Linked DNA regions of Sus scrofa: all the other regions are linked to region 3. Evidence: chromatin contacts called from public Hi-C and HiChIP or PLAC-seq data. All regions are on one chromosome and are shown on one strand. Each heading gives the region's core, a stretch centred on a gene start, on an enhancer-like site or on the middle of the called end of the contact. The rest is flanking DNA. Distances are from core to core; before and after follow the strand shown. Region 1 holds the start of LAMA4 (laminin subunit alpha-4). Region 2 has its middle 420 kb from the start of RFPL4B. Region 3 holds the start of MARCKS (myristoylated alanine-rich C-kinase substrate).

What was found. Hi-C and Micro-C count contacts between places; a contact is called where the count stands out from the background. HiChIP or PLAC-seq counts read pairs in DNA pulled down with a chosen protein or histone mark.
Region 1: an H3K27ac HiChIP or PLAC-seq map of skeletal muscle shows a contact between it and region 3, with 7 times the contacts expected there. The contact joins the promoter of LAMA4 here to the promoter of MARCKS in region 3. A contact is called at or near these places in 1 of 47 Hi-C or Micro-C datasets (embryonic fibroblasts) and 1 of 2 datasets of contacts at active chromatin or transcription factors (skeletal muscle).
Region 2: a contact with region 3 is called in a Hi-C map of embryonic fibroblasts, with 2.7 times the contacts expected there. The contact joins the enhancer-like site here to the promoter of MARCKS in region 3. A contact is called at or near these places in 1 of 5 promoter capture datasets (fetal skeletal muscle), 2 of 47 Hi-C or Micro-C datasets (embryonic fibroblasts and retroperitoneal adipose tissue) and 1 of 2 datasets of contacts at active chromatin or transcription factors (skeletal muscle).

Annotation. Positions count from the first base shown.
Region 1 is chr1:78,222,218-78,226,393 of Sscrofa11.1, forward strand. LAMA4 (laminin subunit alpha-4) reads right to left here and starts at 2,347. Exons shown (of 41, transcript XM_013992761.2): 1 at 2,206-2,347; 2 at 1,557-1,907. The coding sequence starts at 1,751.
Region 2 is chr1:78,728,896-78,733,121 of Sscrofa11.1, forward strand. No RefSeq gene overlaps it. Among named protein-coding and RNA genes, the nearest start is that of RFPL4B, 420 kb to the left of the region's middle. Within about 2 kb of position 2,621, at least 4 of the 83 cell types and tissues checked have an H3K27ac peak or open chromatin away from gene starts, as enhancers often do. A contact at or near this core is called in embryonic fibroblasts and fetal skeletal muscle, where this site is marked.
Region 3 is chr1:79,787,819-79,791,990 of Sscrofa11.1, forward strand. MARCKS (myristoylated alanine-rich C-kinase substrate) reads left to right here and starts at 1,978. Exons shown (of 2, transcript XM_021091501.1): 1 at 1,978-2,507. The coding sequence starts at 2,406.

The sequences.
Region 1 (4,176 bases), core at 1,097-3,596, 1.6 Mb before region 3:
AAAAGTTATGTGTGCCTGTCTCTGTAGAATTAGCAGGTAAAAATACAGGACGCCCAGACAAATTGAATTTCAGATGAATAATGAGTAATTTTTTAGTATAAACACGTTCCATGACATATTTGAGACACAACCAAAAATCTATTTGTTGTTTATCTGAAATTCAGATTTAATTGGGTGTCTTGTATTCTATCTGGCAATCCTACTCTTAAGTCAAGCATTTCATTCTGGAACTTTCCACAAAGTTCAAAGCAACAGGTGGAGATAAGGCTTCTGGGGGTGGGGGGTGGGGGGCAAGGGTTAACTCCAAGCCTGTGGAGAAGCGAAGCCTTCCCATTGTGTAGAGTGTCTCCTGCTTCTGGCTTCTCCCCATGTCTGGGGACAAAGCTGACCAGAAGGTGTGCCCCTCTTTCTCATGGGGATTACATTTCACACCACACTGGAGGTTGGTATGCTCTGGCCCTACCCATTCTCCCTTCATTTGCTGGCATGCATGCATAGGGCTCACTCCTGGAGAAGGACCATCTTCATCCATCTTATTTTATCTGTAGTAATTAATTACTACACTTATACTAACAATTAGTAAGATTAATAGCAATAATTTAGACTTCAGTGCTGTGAGAAAGGGTATCAATAACCCCATAACTGCTTTGGTTCTATAGCTGCTGTAACCATAGCTACAGGGTTTTGTGTGTGTGTGTGTGTGTGTGTGTGTGTGTGTTGTTAGGTCAACTGGTCTTTCCTTTCCCATGAACTTAGGTGACTTCATTTTCCTCCTCCTTAGTATCTCCCACGCACTGGACATGCTGTGGTCCATCTCGGCTCAGGGGACCCTTAAATCACTTACTCTGGATTCATCCTCCTTTACCCAATTTCTACACTTTGGTTATGCTTTCAACATAAATGTCATTGTAAGGGATTCAAACAGCAGCTCTTTGAATAAGCATATTATTAACAGCATATCCCCAGCATTTTTACATTTGGGATGGGGCTTGACTTTCACCACAACTTCTTGTTTCTGGAATATAATGGCTCCTGTCTATTTAAGGTATCTGCTCTGCAGTGTCCTAACAGCTTCTTTAGTGCTTTCACCCTCCAAGGACCTTCTGTTTAATCTGTGACAAAAGGATTGGCCCTGTAGTATTGTTCTCACTGTCCTAACATCACAGAGAAGCAGCAAGCTAGTGCCAGGGCACACACTTTAAGTGGCGTGGCTTGACAAACATGATTCCCTGAGACATATAAGTGGCACAAAATCATAGACGTGCCACTGCAGCTCCAGGTAGGAGTCTAGCTTACTTAAAGTATCAGGACACGTGTCCTTTGCCAGCTTGAACAGGGACATGCTTTCCAAGGCCTCAGCTCTCAACTCACTATGTCCAAATCCAGCCTACAAAGTGAAACTTTTATTTCAAGTTTCTGAGGTGACCTGGTTCCAGTGAAATTCTCAAGGCGGATGGGGAAAGGAAGAAAGAGGGAAGAGAGAGAGACAAGTGTGGTACATACAGCGCACCGGGCACAGGTGCCCCAGCAGGGTGACAATGGCAGGGACACTGTACCTGGGTAGCAGGAGGCAGGCTTCCTGGACCCACGCGGGGCTCGCTGGTTTCAGGCGGGTCTAGTCGGCCGACCGCTGAACTCCCTTCAATGTCAAAAGGAAAAGCGCTGTCGTCCCCGGACGCGGCGCGGGAGCAGGCGGCGCCCCAGAGGAGACACAGGGGCAGGACTGCGCACCAGGCTGAGCTCAAAGCCATCTCTCCGCTGACATCCGACAGGGCTCCTTCAGGGGCTCAGCCACTGTTGGTCCTCGCCGGTCCCTCCCCGTAGTGCGGCGGTGCCTCCCTGCTTATTTTACCTTCTCTGCCTCTGCAGTATCCAGATGGGGGAACTCAAGTCAGCCCGCGGAGCAACTTAGTAGAAAAAGGGAGAGTGAGAGAGTAAGCCAGAGCCTGTCCCCACCCCCTCTTCCCTCTTTCTGTCTTCCCCCTCTGTTTCTCTCACTTTCTCTCTCTCTCTCTCCCCAGAGGCTCTGGCTGAAGAATGTACAGATGGATGGAGCTTAAAGCTGAGCATCAAAAGGCGGGTGGGGTTGGGGCGAGTCCTGAGAGCGCCGCCGGCCGCCTCCTGTCCCTGACTGACTGAGGGCCGACTGAGGGCTACGCTGCCCTGGCTTCCTTCCCACACCCATTCTCACCGCTCCCTTTTTACCTTCACTTCCAGGCCCTCCCCCTCCAAGCAGGCCTTTCTGACACTACTGGCGGGGCTTTCCTCGCGACCTCCCCTCCCCTTTCAGTTTGGGGCCCCTCAAGGGTCCCAGATGAATATTCAGCTTTTGTGATTGCTTCCTCACATCTCTTATTTGTTTAGCCAAGGTGCCGGATGTCTTATCTGTATTTATGTAGATCTTTTATGTGGCCCAGCTAGTTTGCAGGAAAGTGGGTGTAAAAGGGATTCCTGGCTGGAGCTGGGAGGTGGAGGCTCCCAGATGGCAGGGGGGGGAGGGCACCCACTTTCTTGTACAAAGTTTCTCCTTTTCTAGAGACAGGCTGCTGCCCTCTTTGTGCTCCTACCTTCCCTGGAGACTGGCTGGCCACCCTCTTCCTCCCGACAGTCCTCACCCAGAGGGCTTGGGAGAAGAATATGTTTCACTGCAGCACTGGAAAATGACTTCATTACTGAAATGCATGAACTTTTATTGACAAAGAACATCTTGTTTTCGTCCTAAAGAGGTGCTTTGTAAAGGGCCAGGAACAAGGCTTGCAGTGTATGAGCCTGTCAAATATACTGCTCACAGCCCCAACCTCTTCCTCTTGGCCTGTAATCTCATGCTACTGCATGTGTCTAAGTCATGTAACCTTCCAAGACTTTGGAGCCAAGTTGAGCTACAATTATGAGGGGTACCCATATGGATGGGTCAATGGCCACTACAGTTGATAGGTACCTTTGCAGTCATTAGCTTCATAAGGAGCCTTAAACTTTCCCAGGAGACGCACACATGGCTTCAAAAGGACTAGATGAGATAACCATAAAATGCCACTTAAGTTTCTGGGTGTTTGAAATTGCTTACAATCAAACAAAAAAAAAAAAAAAAAAAAAAAGTTTTAATAAAACCTATCCATTAGCTCTATTTAAAGGACAAAAATCATTTTATCCAAGGATAAACAAAGCAGCCATTTATTTTGCACCTACCATATGCCTGATACTTTTTATGTGTTATTTGTAGTCCTCACAGCATTTTTGAAAAATAGAATTATTATTTCCTTTTTATAGAAGAAGAAAGGGAGGTTCTGAGAGACTAGGGCATTTGCCCAAGTAAAAGCTGGTAGAAAGCTGAATCTGATCCTCACTGCTTCCAAAACTATCTTTCATGTCTATTCCACATGGAAACTCACAAAATAAAGGTCACAAATTCAGAGTTAGAAGAGATGGCACCCTCATTTTTTTGAGTACCTTCTAGGTGCCAAAAAGTTTTCATAAATTATCTTGTTTATTTCCATTTTCACTATTATGAGATAGGTATTGTTATACATATTTGGTAATGGGTGTGTGGTAAAAGTGCTACTAGAACCCAGGTAAATCTGATGCTCAGGTCAATGATTTTCAACAATAAGATGGTATGATACAAAAGTGCCAAGCTGGAAGAAGCAAAAAGTTTTCATACATCCTAAAGTATCTGTAATGTTTTCATTTTAAGATATAAAAACAGTGTTACAATGAACCATTAAGCTCAATTATGATCATCTTCCAAATAAGCTGGTTAACCCACTAAATTAAGTAAAAGAACTTAAAAAAGTATGTGTGGGTTTGGTTAATTTTTCAAGAGACTTATATTGGGAGACAAGATGGCCAACCTCCGAAGAGGAAGAAATGATGCTAAATGTCCTGTCCCACTTTTGCTTTTAAAAAAACCTTAGTAGTAATAATAATAATAATAATAATAATAATAATATACACATCATATTCTGACTTCAGATATAGACCTCATCAATATGCAAAAGCTATTCACATTTGTTTTCTGAAGGATTATGTCCCATTCTTCTTTAACTGTCAATTAGTCTTACACTTTTTGTTTGACCCAGAGTCTCTTTTCATCTTTCCTCACCAGTTTAGATTCTTTAAGAGGCCTGAGCAGTGGGGGTAGGAGTGCATTTATGCAAGACCTATGAATTTTTAATTTTT
Region 2 (4,226 bases), core at 1,371-3,870, 1.1 Mb before region 3:
GGCCATAAAACAAACAAACAAAACTCTAGGTATGCACTCTGATCACCTCACTAGGAAAATCAATCTGACCCATGCTTGAGTTCATTATTCTCTGACTTTCTCTAGAGAAATTTTGTAAAAATAAATTTAATATATGAGAATATAATTTGATAGTGGCCTTCTGCTCATTCACACTGAAGACACTCTCTGAGATTTTATCCACACACACAATAGCTTTTTTATCTCTCTCTCCAGCTAAGATTTGTGTCTTGAGTTCCAGACATTTATTTCCAGCTCTCTAATCACCATTTTGACCTAGTTATATCAAACTCTTTGAGACCCGAAAACATGCCAAAATTGTACTCACCACATTTCAATCCAAAGCCAAACCCACAATATTTTACTTCCAAACCCTGTATTTACTATCTTATCACACTGCATTCATTCAGATCCCCCAAAATAGAAACTTGGGGTAACCATGAAGTCTGCTTTTTCCTTTATGTCATTCAGTCTATCACCAAGTACTATCTCCTCTATTTTCTAAGTATATTTCAAATCTATCTTGTGTTCCACATGCCAACTAGCTCTCATTTGCTGAACCTGCCTCATTTCTTACCTAGGATATTAGGAAATCTTTTTACTTGATGTTTTCTGGCTCCAGTCTATCAGATTATCTGCCATGCAGCTGCCAGAATTGTCTTCATAAAATGTAAACCTTATTAGCATCTGCTTAGAATCATTCAATAGTTCCCTTCTGCATTCAGGCAAAAGTCCAAGCTTTTTAGATATGTTTACAAGGACCCTTATGATCTGTCCTCTTTGTACATTTCCATTTACTCTTTTGCTACAACTTTAAGAGAGAATTCTTAACTAGCTTTACAGAAATTCTTACAATTTCCTGAGTGAAGTATGCTCCCCTGTACCTTTGAGTCATTTCTAGTGTTTCCTTTACCTTCAACATCTTTACCTATCTTGTCAACGCTCCCAAATCATACTTGTCATTAAAGAGTCAGTTCAAGTAACGCTTTTTCTTCAAAGACTTCCTGACTTTCTTGGTGCAAGCCAGGTGCCTCCAGAAATTTTGTTAAGTGGGACCCTCTACTAGGGACTCTTTCTCAATTATATTGCTTACTGCCAATTCTTGAATGTCTCCCACAGTTGCTGGAAGTTCTTTGGCGGTGAGGTCCATAACTTGTTTCAATCTTTGTGCTCCTAGAGAATAGACTAGCACATGAAATAGGGGGTTCGGGGCACTGAAAAGTGTTCTATGAATAGACAAATGCAAGAAATCTAGAAAGGAAGTTAATTTGAGAGGAAATTATTGGGTAGAATTCAAAAGTCCTAGTAAGTAGATATTTGAGAAAGAGAATTATGGAGGTTTATTCTACTTTACAGTAGAAAAAAATGTTTCATCCCTTATCAATCTGCAGAGAATGAATGTTCCTTTTTATAGATCACCAGAGAAATTATGTAATTCCATATTGAGTAACGATCAAAATGTAAAATTATATTGCTTTTTAAAAAAATAGGAATTGTAGTTTATAACATAAAAGTACAAGGCTAAAATTTGAAGGAATCTTTTGAGATTTCATATAATTTCTATTTGAATTAATTCATAAAATGGGGGAAAGAAAGACATATAGGTAATTTCTTATCATTTAATAGAACAAAATGTTTCAAGCACACTTTAAGGATAAATTATCAACATCTCTCTTCTAAAATACTTTAAAAAGTGAAATAATCACTCAATTATTTGAGAAGTGCTTTTTATCTCTTGTACATTTAATTATATCCAGGAAGATATGGTAAATTATTATTAGGTCCAGTTAAATTTTATAAATGGTATTTTGTAGGAAGGCAAAACTAGCAAGCTTGTATTTCAGTTATGGAAATTTATACACTGAAGGCAATTTACAGTAAAAAATGATACACTGTATAGGCAATTTACTATAAAGTAGTACAGTAGTAAACTTTATCTGAAGTTCATATTTCTACCAAACTCAACTCTCTATAACCCAGTCCCCTAAACAGATAATAGGGGAAAAAATATGTGAGCAACTGAAGTAAGTGTCCAAAGTTGAGGCATTAACTCTGCACTTGAATCCACTTCTTGAGAGCCATTGTTCAAATAGTCCTAAGATTCATCATCCAATTAATTAAAAAGAGGGAAAGACTCTATATATGCACTTATTTATGTGTATTTGTGCATAAATGCCTTGTTTTTGTATATGAATAATCCATAAAATTGTAGGTCATTTCAGTGAGTTCTTTGAGAGTGCATCCTGGTTGTTGAATTCAAATTTAGCTCTTCCCTTTTTCTTTCCTTTTCCCTTCCTTATTTAGAATTTGAGCTGCACAGAAGTGAAATTTGACTCAAGGACTAAACAATTAAATAATCACATTCTCTGTTTGAACTGATTCAATATATCAGAATTGGGAGAGGCTTGAGAAATCCTTGGTGGCTTTTATTATTGTAAAATCAAAAAGGCCTTTTTCATTTTACAAGCTCTGGATTTTTATCTGCAGTTTGAATACAAAGAACAACTTAGCCTCATGATCTGCCATGTGAAATGCCATATGTGTTTTCCTTCCCTCTGCTTCATTTTCCTGCATTCCTAGCGTATGATGAATCCTGTTCTCAGTTTACAGGTATGTGGACTATTTCGGGTCATGTCCAAGCATTTAATGTTCTAGAAAAGGCAGCTGTGTCTTAAAGAGCCTCTGCATCATCAGAAAATCTCTGAAATTTCAAAGCCATACCAAAATGAAACTTATTCTTACTCAAACAATTTACTTCATATGTACTTCATATTCATTTGAAGTTGACATTCATCACTAATAACATTGTTGACTTTGTACTTTCCTCAAATTGAGAAAAGTATGCCTGATGATCTCTCAGCCAAAAGAACCTGTTTCAATAATATCTATAGTATTTATGTGAGCATGCCTGAATGAATATTCATTCAGGCAATACTTTTAATATTCATTAAAAGTATTAGTTCTCTTTAGCTAATCCAACATTATATGACTTTTAAAACTTATTAGTGATAAATTGCTTTTCAATATGTATAGAATTTTTCCAACTATAAAGTGATAGTTTTTGTTCTTTTTAATGATGCTAAGAAGCGAATTTTTTGGTATGTTTTATATAGTTTCTTTATTTCCATATTCTATCTGTATAAATTGGCATTTGGCTAGAGAATTGTGTTGAAGAGAGTAGGAAGAAGAAATGTACCTAGATCATAATTCTACGATCTGCATGAAGTCTGTCTGGTAAGCTAATGGACATTAAGTTAAAAATATTACCATCATTAGTCTTGAATAACCTCCAAGCAGAAAGAGGATCTAACCACTGAAGGGGAGTGAAATTACTTTAATGAAGTAAACATACTTCAGAGTCACTAAGCTTTTCATGTCAAAAGACTGAGCAGTAGGTCATACCTATTATATACCTCTGGTAATATATTTTACTTATTTTTTAAGAACCACACCCACAGCACACAGAAGCTCCAAGGCTAGGGGTCAGATTGGAGCTGTAGCTGCTGGCCTACACGGTACCCATAGCAACACCAGATCTGAGTGTATCTGTGACCTACACTGCAGCTCACTGCATCGCTGGATCCTTAACCCAATGAGTGGGGCCAGGGATTGAACTGTCATTCTTATGGATACTAGTCGGGTTTGTTCTCATAACATTCTTAAAAAATAAACTTACAAGTCAATGGGTATTCAATGAATGGGTATTCAATGGATATTCATTGCCCTGAATGCCCATAGCATCCTGCATTTTCCTGGATGCTAGGGGGTTCACTATACAGCTAACAGTCAGCCCACAGTGAAATTAAATTCTATTTGGTGAGGCAAGGCTTATACACATGGACACATCATTATACATGGCAGTTGATTTGAAACCCACATACATGTAAAGGTGTGACATTTATTTGGTACAGAAAAATAGAGAACAGAGCTATATGTAATAAAATGGCATATGCAGTACAATTACACAGTGCAAAAGAAGGAGCAATAAAAGGATATTTTCATTATAGTCAGCAATAGTCAACTGTTAGAGTGACAATAAATTTGGGATTTTCAAATAACTCTGCCTGAGAAATGTGTATCTATTTTGGTGCTAAATCATAGAATAGTTTAACATTAAGGTGAGAATCATTGTATCTTTGTTGCAATTTACCAATCATTGCTATTTCTCAGGATTTTTTCTTAATTACCTTTAAAAAGGAGATAATAAT
Region 3 (4,172 bases), core at 728-3,227:
GCAGCCTGGTAACAAAGAAGCAATAAAAGCAGCCCCCAAATGGAGGGCTAAGAACCCGTCTGGAGAAAATTTGAAAACGAGCTAGCAGTCACCCCAAATTTAACCGGGAGGGGGATGTAGACGAAGGGACTTGGTTCACTTTTGGGGGGCGGGGGCGGTAATCAACAGCCTAAAAGTCTTCTGAGAATCGCCTGGATGGTGGCTTTGGATCAGCCCAGTTGGCTTTTCAAGTTGGAACTCCGCTAATACAAGGGATTCGCATCCAACGCGGCGACTGGGGTCTTGGGCCAGGCCAGCGGGCTCCCTTAAGGGTGATAACACGTTTGGCAAGATACACTTTTACGGAAACATCTTAACATCAGTTCTGGGGGATATGACTTCATGATTGAATGATGCATCTGAATAAGTGGACAGTGAGAAGACGAGGCTTCATGAAAAGATATGCAGCTTGATTTTCAAAGCAATAGTTGAACAAAGAGTTATTGGCTTGAACTAACCGTCTTTTTCACTCAGTGTGACCCATTTCCCTACAATGAGCTGAAAAATAAAACTGTTTTAGAATTCAGAGCCAGCACCAGGAGAAATGAACCATTACTTCGACTGCTTCTCACCTCCATAAGCAGAAGATAATTCATTTCAGGATCACTAAAGGTAGCCTGATTTGGACACAAGTGAAAACTTTGGGAGCAGAAATGTAGGTGATAGGAGAATGCTTATAAGTGTGTATCCTTGATTTTTAGCCCCACCCTCTCACCTTCTATTCTTTAAATCAGTGCTCTGTCTTTCACGCACAAACAGCTTCTGATACTTCGGTGGCAAGGGTTACAGATGGAGGTACCCTGGGTTCCTTAATAGAAGCTTCCTTTCTAACTCAAGTTAGGCTTGAAGCGTTCAGGGTTCTTCTTGCTATCTCTCAATGTGTAATTTCTCCTTAGAACTGTAATAGTCAATCCGGTTGTTCAGAGTTTCATCACTGCTGTCTCCCTGCCTTCCAGGAGCCCACTGGCTTGCATGCACACTTACGCACGTTCAGAAAAAAAAGAGTCCATCCCATCCTGGCAGTAGGCTGAAAAAAATTCATATCGACGCGAATTGCCTCTTAACTGTAAATATAGATTCGTACACTCTATGCTGTAGGATCTCATTTCACCCTAGAGAAAATTGTCATTTCACACAGCGATAAAATGTAAACCTTTTCGATCTTTTGTACATGGCCCTCACTTAATTTTGTTGGGGGGAGGGGGGAATCATTAATTGGATTGGGGCGGGGGAGAAGGTTGATGAGCGCCGTAGGCCAATCTTGAAATATTTTATTTCATGCCAATGTGGGATAGGGAAGGGAGTGTGGCTTCGGCTGCTTGCTGCTTTTGCATTTTCCACATCTGGCCTACAGACCTAATTCTAACTCGCGATCTCGTTTGATGAAATTCGATCTTCTTGGTTTAAATACCTTTCAATTTCGGGCGATTTCGCATTTGCAACCGTTAAAAAAAAAATGCTGTTGAGTATCTGTGAAGTCAATATGGAACACAGAGAAAGAAAACATGCTGCACACAAACCCCAACCATTGTCTTAAAAACTCGCATAGACACACATACACATAAACACACGGAAAGATGGGGGAGGGGAGAGGGTGGAAGGAGACAGACGCAGATACAGACAGAGGAGAGTCAAAGCAAGTCAAGTTAACGTTTTCTCCGCCCCCATCCACAAGTACTCCCCCTCCCGCGTTAATTAATTACAAACAAAGCAAACCAATCAAGTAATGCATTATTATTTTTAAGCCGAGGGAGGCGAGAGGCATGTATTTTTTAATTGATTTATTTATTTGGAGGACATTAATTCTCGGTATGAGGCTGATTTTCAAACCGTTTGCAAAGCGCGGCTCCATTGTTCGAGGCGAGCGCAGGCCCCGCCCCCTGCTTTGTGTGCAACGCGCGGATTGGCCGGCGTGCGCGGGGGCCGCGTCAGCGCCCGTGAGCCCATTCATCTGTGCACTTGGGCGTTGGACTCCGCATCTTATTAGCAACCAGGGAGATTTCTCCATTTTCCTCTTGTCTACAGTGCGGCTACAAATCTGGGATTTTTTTTATTACTTCTTTTTTTTTTAAACTACACTTGGGCTCCTTTTTTTGTGCTCGACTTTTCCACCCTTTTTCCCTCCCTCCTGCGCTGCTGCTTTTTGATCTCTTCGACTAAAATTTTTTTATCCGGAGTGTATTTAATCGACTCTGTTCTGTCCTCTTCACCACCCCCACTCCCCCCTCCCTCCGGTGTGTGTGTGCTGCTGCTGCCGCTGCCGCCGCCGCTGCTGCCGCTGCTGCTGCTCGCCCCGTCGTTACACCAACCCGAAGCTCTTTGTTCCCCCCTTGGATCTGTTGAGTTTCTTTGTTGAAGAAGCCAGCATGGGTGCCCAGTTCTCCAAGACCGCTTCGAAGGGAGAAGCCGCTGGGGAGAGGCCCGGGGAGGCGGCTGTGGCCTCGTCGCCTTCCAAAGCGAATGGGCAGGTAATTTCTACCTGTGGTTCTGGTCATTTCTTTGGTATCTTTCTCTAGTCCCTACGCTTCCCCTTCCTTCCTGGTCGTGCCTGAGGCGCATTAGGCGGAAAGGAGAGAGCCAGATTCCAATATGAAAGTTGAATGGAAAGCGATAGCCTAAATTGTAAATTTCTCATAGGTGGTGTCTCCCCCTGCCCCAAAGTGGTGGTTCCCAGAAAATCCTGGCGAATTCTCGTGTAGACGGGAGGAAAGAAGTGATAAATTGTCTAAAATGGCGTGTTTGGAGCTTGGCAGAACGTGACTAGCTAGGTGCTACCCCACACCCCCACCCCCAGGCAGGTTGCATTTCTGTTGGGTGGGCACAAAGGTGTTTGGGTGTCTCGTGTTTGTTGTCGAGACTGAGTCGCCTTCAGGATATCTGAACTGGTGTGGTTGTGTAAGTGGGTAGGGAAGTGGGGGGGCGCAATAGGGATGGCGGTGGAGAAAGCCTAGGAGGGAAGGGCTGTCTCATTGTATGCCGAGGCGGCGTGCCCTGGGTTCTTGGAAAGGTGACTGGCCGGTTGGCTGGCTGGAGGTGAACAGAAGGGTTTCACTACCTTTTGATGGGCTTTCCTACTGTTCTAAATCCCTGTTCGTAGCTGTCTAATTACACACACATCTGACTTTTAAGTGGATGGGAAGACTGGGTCCTTGAAGAACCTGTCCAGATGGTCAACAAGAGGCAATTCGTGTGTTTCAGTCAGGGCTATTGGTGTGCGTGGCGCCTGGACCACTGCAGGGGCTGCCCCGGCGCTGCCCAAACCTAGGCGGATGGCCACGGTTGGGTGGGCGCGAGAGGTCGGCCAAGGGTGGTTGCTTCACAAACACCGGGCACGCACCACGCCTCTTTTCCTAGAGCAGAGGCCGTGTTGCTTCGCTTGCCCTAACCTAATGGGGAAGGCGAGCTCTGCCAAGAGGCTCTGAACCCGTTAAAAATGCAAAATGAACAGCTGGGGCGCGCCACGGCTTCGCAAAATCCCGGGCGAAGGTGGGCGTGGAAGAAAGGCAAGACCTACGAAATAATGGGTTTCTCTCTGCCTTGTTTGTATCCCAACCAGGATGCCACCTGAGCTTTGTTTGCGGACTCTGGGCTGCGCGATCCCGGCTCGGGGGCGCCTCGGCCAGCGGGCAGGGCCCGACCCGGCAGGGCGGGGTGGCCGGCGGCCCCGCCCCTCGGCGCCCTCCTGCGCCTAGCTCTGAGCGGTGGAGGCGCAGCGCCCCCTGTCGACCCCAGGCCTTAGGCGGGCGAAGGGCGTTTGCGCGGGCAGCCTAGGCGCTTCTCGCAGAAACGCTGGGCTGCCCCCTGGGAGTTCTTGGTGCTTTGAAGCTGTCTTTAGAGTTTAGAGGGAAAGAGGGATGTGCAGTCTAGGCGCAGATCACCACCAGCTCTGGCTTCTGTGCCTTCTTCCAAAGGGCGTTTGGTGTATCATATTACATGGCTCCTTTATTCCAAAGCTCGTGAAGGAATGCTGGAATGGTTTACCCGTTGCTCTCCACGTTTTGGACTCGGGCCCTTTTTAGTCTTCTGGGCATTTTTTGAGTCGTCTAGGTTCCCGCTGTACCTTTAGGCACTTGAAATGGCACTGCCCCTACTTCCTCCAGGAACCCTAGTCTGGGCATCCGATCCCGCGTCCC